Regions from separate parts of the Bombyx mori genome. Here region 2 is linked to region 1. The links are chromatin contacts, called in public Hi-C maps. All regions are on one chromosome and are shown on one strand. The core of a region is the stretch at or near the end of the contact, and the rest is flanking DNA. Distances in the headings are between cores, read along the strand shown. Region 1 has its middle 7.3 kb from the start of Cbz. Region 2 holds the start of LOC101738992 (double-strand-break repair protein rad21 homolog).

What was found. A called contact is a pair of places that touch in the nucleus more often than the background predicts.
Region 2: a contact with region 1 is called in a Hi-C map of whole pupa, with 1.9 times the contacts expected there. The contact joins the promoter of LOC101738992 here to the enhancer-like site in region 1. A contact is called at or near these places in 2 of 7 Hi-C or Micro-C datasets (middle silk gland and whole pupa).

Annotation. Positions count from the first base shown.
Region 1 is chr6:4,126,015-4,129,788 of ASM3026992v2, forward strand. No RefSeq gene overlaps it. Among protein-coding and RNA genes, the nearest start is that of Cbz, 7.3 kb to the right of the region's middle. Within about 2 kb of position 1,542, at least 8 of the 8 cell types and tissues checked have open chromatin away from gene starts, as enhancers often do.
Region 2 is chr6:4,174,161-4,178,297 of ASM3026992v2, forward strand. LOC101738992 (double-strand-break repair protein rad21 homolog) reads left to right here and starts at 1,514. Exons shown (of 21, transcript XM_012694182.3): 1 at 1,514-1,620; 2 at 1,883-2,184; 3 at 2,276-2,391; 4 at 2,752-2,935; 5 at 3,877-4,036. The coding sequence starts at 1,927.

The sequences.
Region 1 (3,774 bases), core at 292-2,791:
TTATATTTACTTGGGAAATTATCTGCGACAATTTTTTTCTGTAAGCTGTGACACAATTAGAAAAAACATCTATTTCATCACTTAAAGTTAGTTCAGCGCAATCGGACAAGTCCGAATGAACATTAACGGAGACCGCGCTACCGTGGACATTATTGTAGTCGCAAACGATTCTGTTTAAGGGAGAGTAAGCACTTAAATTCGAACGAGTGGGCTTTCTTATAAGCGGTTTATATTTCTTCGTTCTTAGTAAGTACTTAGGGGCTGATGTTTTTATCTGGGTTAAGAGATTAAGTGTGTCTGTTATTCCATGGATTAATCAGGTGGATACCCCCACTCTGAACAAATATTAATATATTTTATTATGTATTACTTAGACATTTTTGTCCACCTTGAGATTTCATTGTTCTTGTAAAATGTCTGTGCAAAAGCGACTTACTTATGTTAAATTGCTTAGCTATTTCAACTAAAGACTTATTCCTAATTTCATAGGCTTCTATTACTGTTTTTAATATTAAGGGATCATATCTCTTATAAGGATTTGGAATCTTTGATACGAGGCATATCTAATAGAAAACAACGCGTAACTGATAATATAAATATTTTCCAAACAATAAAATAACACTGCATTGATAATTTTGAATAAAAGTTCTAGACAAAAACATCATGAATAAACCAGATTCTTACCAACAAATTTAAAAAATATTGTTGTAACTACATAGACAACCCTACAACTCTGTACTCATTTATACTTAGGTCGCTTCCATTTCACTTATTCTCATCCCAATTGACCCCTTTTTCATTGTTATTTGTACCTGAAACGTCCCCAATATCCCCAAAAACAACAGATTTTTACATGTATTTTTATTTTATCAAATACATTAAAACCAATAACAACTAAGACTTACCTTTAATATATATAATGGTTCAAACACTAAATAACATTTATAAATCACAGTCGTCTTCTATTATTATCAAATAAATAAAAGAGAGCAAAGTTTCTAGCACTAAAATAATTACCACCACAAGAAGTTAATTTGAAATGCGATTTTTTATAAGTTAGCAGCTATTATCATGCATATTCAGAGTTGTTTTGTGAACTTTCAACATTCTACCATTACATTACAAAAAATGGAAGATTTTGCAACGATTAAAAAACCTTTTTTTTCCTTCTGGTTTTTTCCCCATTCACCTCTCAATCCCTAATCACCCTTTCTTACTGTACCTATCTCTTATGTTTATGGCGTTTCCTTTTAGATTTCGCCAATGTCAAGTGTATTTAATACTCTGCTTTCTATAGCGGGCTTCGTGAACGAGCAAGGTCACAGATATTAACTAAGAATTAAGTGAGTACCTAGCTAAGAATGTTTGATGACAGGATCTCTGTTGATTTACCTAAAACAATATATATACAATATACATACAACATCTTGCTGTACCTACTAACCTCTCAAATATATTAAGTGTTTAATCTATGTACTAACCTCATTCGCGTGACAGCTAATAATATGTCAATGCCCTGGATGTCATATTTGAAACATAGATAAAAAAACTGTAGAGTGTAGGTAGGTGGGTATAGAATGATTGAAAATGTAGCAGATCATACTTATTACAAAGAAATTAATGTTACAATACCTACAATCAAATTTTTTTTTACGTTATAATGTTTTAGTTGTGTCAATATATCATAGATCACAATGAAGTAGGAAACCTATGGAAATGAAACGTCAACCAAAATTTCGTGCCACTGTGACGTCATCTGGCCACAAAACATGGCGGCTTTAGTGCTGTACAAAAGATTACAATGTTATCAGGTTTTATCGATAAACGTTCTTGGCTCATTTTATTTTAAATATTGTTGAGTATTATTTATTTGTAGAATTTATACTTTAATGGGAAGTAAGTAGGTATATTGTTATGTGCAAATATGATATGATTTAGATGGGTGAAATCTAAGACAAGTTCGTCCTTCGAATTTGCCAAGTAAACGATATGATGATTTTTAAAAGTTGCTACAATGATTTTATAAAGTTGTCGTTTGTCGCAAAACATAAAGATATGGCGTAGTTCAAAGCCATCAGCCCATTTCTAGCATGCTAAATGTTATCGTATTTTGAGTACGTGTTTTTCTTAGACTATTACAATCTATTTTAATTGTTTTGCTGACTCTAAAGTCCGTAACATACTACCGCAGCGCACCCCAAGGAAGGTGCGCCGCACCATTTGAATCACTTTCGCTTGAGAGTGATTCAAATTTTAAACTTATCCAGGGACCGCGTTTAAAAAAAACACGCCTACAGAACATTTATTCATTAATTACAAACGTCATTCCTTGTGACTTCCTCTCTAAAATCACTTAATTATTAAATATTTAACAAATTTACAATAGTGTTTTACTCACTGCGGAATAAAACTATTTTATTTCAATAGTTCCGAAGAGATTTTGTCGGTAGCCTTTTTCCCGAAATATCTAAACAGAATGTCTAAATATGTTTTGATGACATATTTTAAAGTGGTATTTATGATTAGTGTCATGATCAATAGATTCCGACCGAAAAATGGATTTTTCGGATGAGGGCTCCATAATGAATTTAAATACATATAGATAATAGTTTTAGGACATCGACTTTCTTGAGATCCTATAAAATACGTTTTAATTATTATTTTTCTATGTTTTAAGCATGATAAATTATGAAATTTTATATAATCAATCATATTAAATCGATATCATAGTCAATAAATAATGTACAACCCAAAACAGACGACCGAACTGACGTGACAATGACATTTGGCGCGCTAAACATGGCGGATTTTCGGCCTCATTAGACGGAGACGGAGATATTTACGTATATTCATGTTTCATTTTATGTACGCACTGAAATACTGTTATATTGTTTTCCTGCGAGTTAAAGTGCTGAGTAAGAACGAGATAGATATATGTTTATGTATGTGCCTTCAAAATGGGTGCTATTTATATAAGCAATTGTACGTATAGAACAATATGTCGTGTCCCTACTATCTAGGTCTATGATAGATCATTATTACTTTTTAATACAAATTTAGTTCCATTTCATCAAAACGAAGGTATGAACAGCTGCTATGCACCAACAATGCGTACATATTTATCGATTACTTGGGCTTGTATCCATAATATTACATAATTACTTTTTGCTGCAATTTATAGTGAAAGATGCATTAAGTAGGTAACATTTAATTTAGTGAAATCTATATATGTACATCTTGAAACGAAATGACCATTTTTTTTAAACATTACTGACAATGATAATTAGTTTGCCACAAGGGCAGAGACTGGGTAGTTTTCGAAACGCTGGGATTAAAAAGAAAAAATGCGAGGTAAAACCCTAAAAGTAATTTAAATTCCAAGACTCATGAATTAGCTTTCATACAGAAAATACTTGATTTTGATTGATTTCATTTTATTTGAAACAAAAAATAATTAAAATTTGTACCAAACTAGTAAAATGAAAGATTATAACCCATACTCTTACTCTTACTCTTTACTGGTGGTAGGACCTCTTGTGAGTCCGCACGGGTAGGTACCACCGCCCCGCCTATTTCTGCCGTGAAGCAGTAATGCGTTTCGGTTTGAAGGGTGGGGCAGCCGTTGTGACTATACTGAGACCTTAGAACTATATCTCAAGGTGTGTGGCGCATTTACGTTGTAGATGTCTATGGGCTCCAGTAACCACTTAACACCAGGTGGGCTGTGAGCTCGTCCACACATCTAAGCAATAAAAAAAAAATAAAAAAAAAAAC
Region 2 (4,137 bases), core at 264-2,763, 48 kb after region 1:
CAATGGTGGTCGGTAATGCGCCCTCGCTGGACTAATGTAAATGTATGATAGCCAGAGCAATTTATTCTTGTCAATATACAGCAAGTAGTCAGTTGAGTTTAGGATTGTGCATAGATTAGCAGTTTGCTAACCTTGAGCGTATCTAATAAGACGCACGTATTTTTTGTTAGTGTGTGATCGTATTTCGAATAGACCACGCGTAGGCCGTGCATTTAAAAGTACTACTACACATTTAGATAATTGCTTAAGGACCGGGAATTCTATATATCTCCCCAATTATAAGTTAGTTATAGTTATATCCCTAATTATAGTTATAGTTTCACACTGAATAATATGTATCATTATGTATGACACCAACAAAATAAAGTTTTAAAAAACCTCTTTTTTAATGCCTGTTGATTATCTGTAAAATATGCGCCCTCGGTGATTTTCAAATTTAGTATTGCGCCCTTAAGGACAAACAGGCCGACCCCTGCTCTAGACCACCAGCTTAGATAAAAAAAAAATAGAGGACTAGAATCCGTGGAAGGCCATGGCCAGGTTTTGTGACCTGGTAATGGCGTTCCGTGAAGCTGAGGAGTGCGAAAGGGAGTAGGATCCTTCTTCAGCTTCTCAGCAACTAAGGTAGGGTGGGCAGCGCAGACGTGACGCTTTCGCTCAGCCACCGTAGGGGCTGTTGAGTTCCGGGTGCGGGGGCGCTCGGTATTCGAACTATGGGTCCGGTGATGAGGTGGTGCAAGATGGCTCCTGTGCGTCGCCCACGGCGTGTTTCCCGAAACGACGCCCTTCGGGATATTCACAAAAATGAAGTCCCGTTGTATCATCAGGACGGCTACCGGTGAAGGTGGACTTTCGGCGCGCATTGCGGTACCGTAGGTTTGGTGTAGCCGGTGCGGTGAGGCTCGATGGGGTTAAGTTGGTAGATGGTTTTGCGGGGCGAGCGCCTCGTGCGCCTTTTTCAAGGCGTAGTCTCCTGCGAGGAATTGGGGGAGGTGAAGAACCTTGACTTTCTCGTCTCCCACTTCCTCTCTGGAGGCGCTGGAGCCCGACATAGCCCGGTCCGTTACCACCCTTGACCGGGTATCCGTAAATGGATTCCTCAGCGCTAAAGAAAACAGGCGTGCCCGTTCATCCATAAAAGAAAAAAAAAAATGTTCCTTCAGTAGCTACGAAGGTAATGAGGAGAATAATTTCAAAATAACTGATATATGTTTTATTACTAATTTTTGGTTTTTCACTTTCTATTTTTCTTAATTTTCTCCAAAATATAGACACTGGATTAAATTGTTTTACATCACATTCAGCCATTTTGTTTGATGCATTAAATGCTTCTTCCAAAACTTCAAAACTTCTTCCAAAAATTTCATTAACTGTAGCAGATAGTGTGGATATCCACCACTTTTTGAGACATTACTTATTAATAATATTATTTCATGTAATTTCGTTTTTTAAGCATCAATTAAAAAGTAACGGTTTCATTTCTTTCCTCTTTATACCTATCTCGAATTGAAAATAAAATTGTACTGGCAACACAAGTGGACACCATCTTGAAAACGTAATTGTTGTCATGTTTACGTTGATTGTAAAAAGTGAAATATTTAATGTGTGACTAAATAATTGGTAATATGATAATTTTACATAATATTTTACAATAACTGTGATTGTAAAATAATTATTTTAATAATTTTTTTACGAAAAGTGATTATTCACTTCATTAATAGAATAGGCGCCAAATTACTTTACTGTTGTTCCGAGTTGTTCGTTACAAATGCCAAACAATATCTAAGGCTGTGGTGTTTATCGTTACTAAATTGTTCTGCAATTGATACTTTGTTATATGCAACCCAATATATAAATATTTAAATTAATTTTATAATTTCAGAAAAGTGTTGATGTGATTCTTGATCAGGAAGTGCCACTATCATCATGTTTTATGCACATTTTGTGCTGGCTAAGAAGGGTCCGCTGGCCAAGATTTGGCTGGCGGCCCACTGGGATAAGAAATTGACAAAAGCACACGTATTTGAAACTAATATCGAGAAATCAGTTGATGGTATTTTAAAGCCTAAAGTGAAGATGGCATTGCGTACTTCTGGACACCTTTTGCTTGGAGTTGTGAGAATCTACTCGAGAAAAGCCAAGTATCTGTTGCAAGACTGTAACGAAGCTTTTGTCAAGATTAAGGTACACATTTTTTAAATCAATTGTAGTGAATAAGTTTACCAAATCTAAATTTACTTAATTGAAAAAAAAATCTTAATTTCAAATTAAACAGTTGGCCTTCAGACCTGGCATGGTAGATCTTCCCGAAGAGCACAGGGAGGCTGCTATGAATGCTATCACCTTACCAGAGGTCTTTCATGACTTTGACACAGCCATGCCTGAATTAAAGTGAGTATTAAAGTGTTAGGGAGTGTTCAGTAGTACTGTAAGTATACTGTAATATGTGGACAAAAATAACACAGTAAAGCTTGCTAAAAAATTCTCAATATTATTGATTTCCCTCTATTAGTTATTATTACGATAAAATAATGCTATTATTAAGGAATAATTAAATTACTATGATTATTGGTTGTTATTTGTAATTAATTTACAAAATATCACAAAAGTCTAAAAAATTCAATTGTTCTATCTTTTGAAACTGTACAACTTTACAAGAAGTATAGACATACTTCATTAATGAAATAAAATGGTATTTTTTCAAGTGCATTTCTTGTGTTATAACATTTACACCATTCTAAAATGTTTTAGTGAGGTTGATATTGAAGCCCAATTCTCTTTAAACCAGTCAAGAGCAGAAGAGATCACGATGCGTGAGGATTATGGATCATTAAACCTTGTCACCCATGATGATGGCTTTGGAGACATGGGTTTTGACACTGATAATCCTGACATTATGAGAGAAGGTATTGGTTCTGAAGGTGGACTGGAGCAGGTATGATTGTAATTCATGATTTTTAGGGTACATAATAACCTACCAATTAAAATTTTCTAATAATCTAAGATAATCTTTATAGCTATTCATCTGCAATTGCAGTTTTAATAAATATGATATAAGTGTGTAGATCAGAGTTCATTTATTATCCTTCTTCATCATCTTATACATCCTTAGATTTTTTTTTATTGCTTAGGTGTGTGGACGAGCTCACAGCCCACCTGGTTTTTGTAAGTGGTTACTGGAGCCCATAGACGTCTACAACGTAATGCGCCACCCGCCTTGAGATATGAGTTCTAAGGTCTCAGTATAGTTACAACAGCTGCCCCACCCTTCAAACCGAAACGCATTACTGCTTCACGACAGAAATAGGCAGGGTGGTGGTACCTACCCGTGCGGACTCACAAGAGGTCCTACTACCAGTAATCACACAAATTATATTTTTGTCCTACCTATGCCGAAAATTCGGTTTTCCTCCCGCTGTACAGGGATGAAAGTGTAACTTTTCCTCTGTGGGTACTGAGGAGGAGGTACAAGTGCGCATGCGCGTTAGTTTCTACGTCTGCTCTCACACACCTAAAATTCTCTGCCATTGTTGTGCTCGGGTAATTTGCAATATTGTGTTTAGTGTAAAAGAGAAATAAACAAAAGGAAATAAAATTTAATAGTGTAGTATTAAACAAAGATGAGTTCATCAGACAGTTCTTATTCAATTAGTAGTAGTTTATTTCAAAATTAAAAAACAGTTTAATTGTTTTTTTATAAGTATATGGGAAAAAAGTAGGACATTTAATTCTGCATGTTTGGCAATTTTACTCGTGGGATGAAATGTCCTACTTTTCTCCCTTGGTGCACAATGTACTATTTTGCGGGTTTGATTTTTATTATATGATGTTACTGAGACTGAGTATTAATATCAGCTTTTTAATGAACATCAACAGAGCAACCTACTTTTTGCTGATGGGTCATCATTAGAATTGGGAGGCAAGGAGTCTAGTTCAGGTCCAGGTTCAGTGCACGCTCGCACTTTGGAGCCAGCCCCACATGCTCCTGTAGATGATGGTTTCGGTGGTACTATTGGAGATGTGCCGGACTTTGGACGTAAGTATTTATCAATATTTTTCTAGCTTATTGGGTTTGGAACTGGAACTGGAAGGAAATATGAGCAATACTATCAAAACACAGCCATGATCAGACAAGTT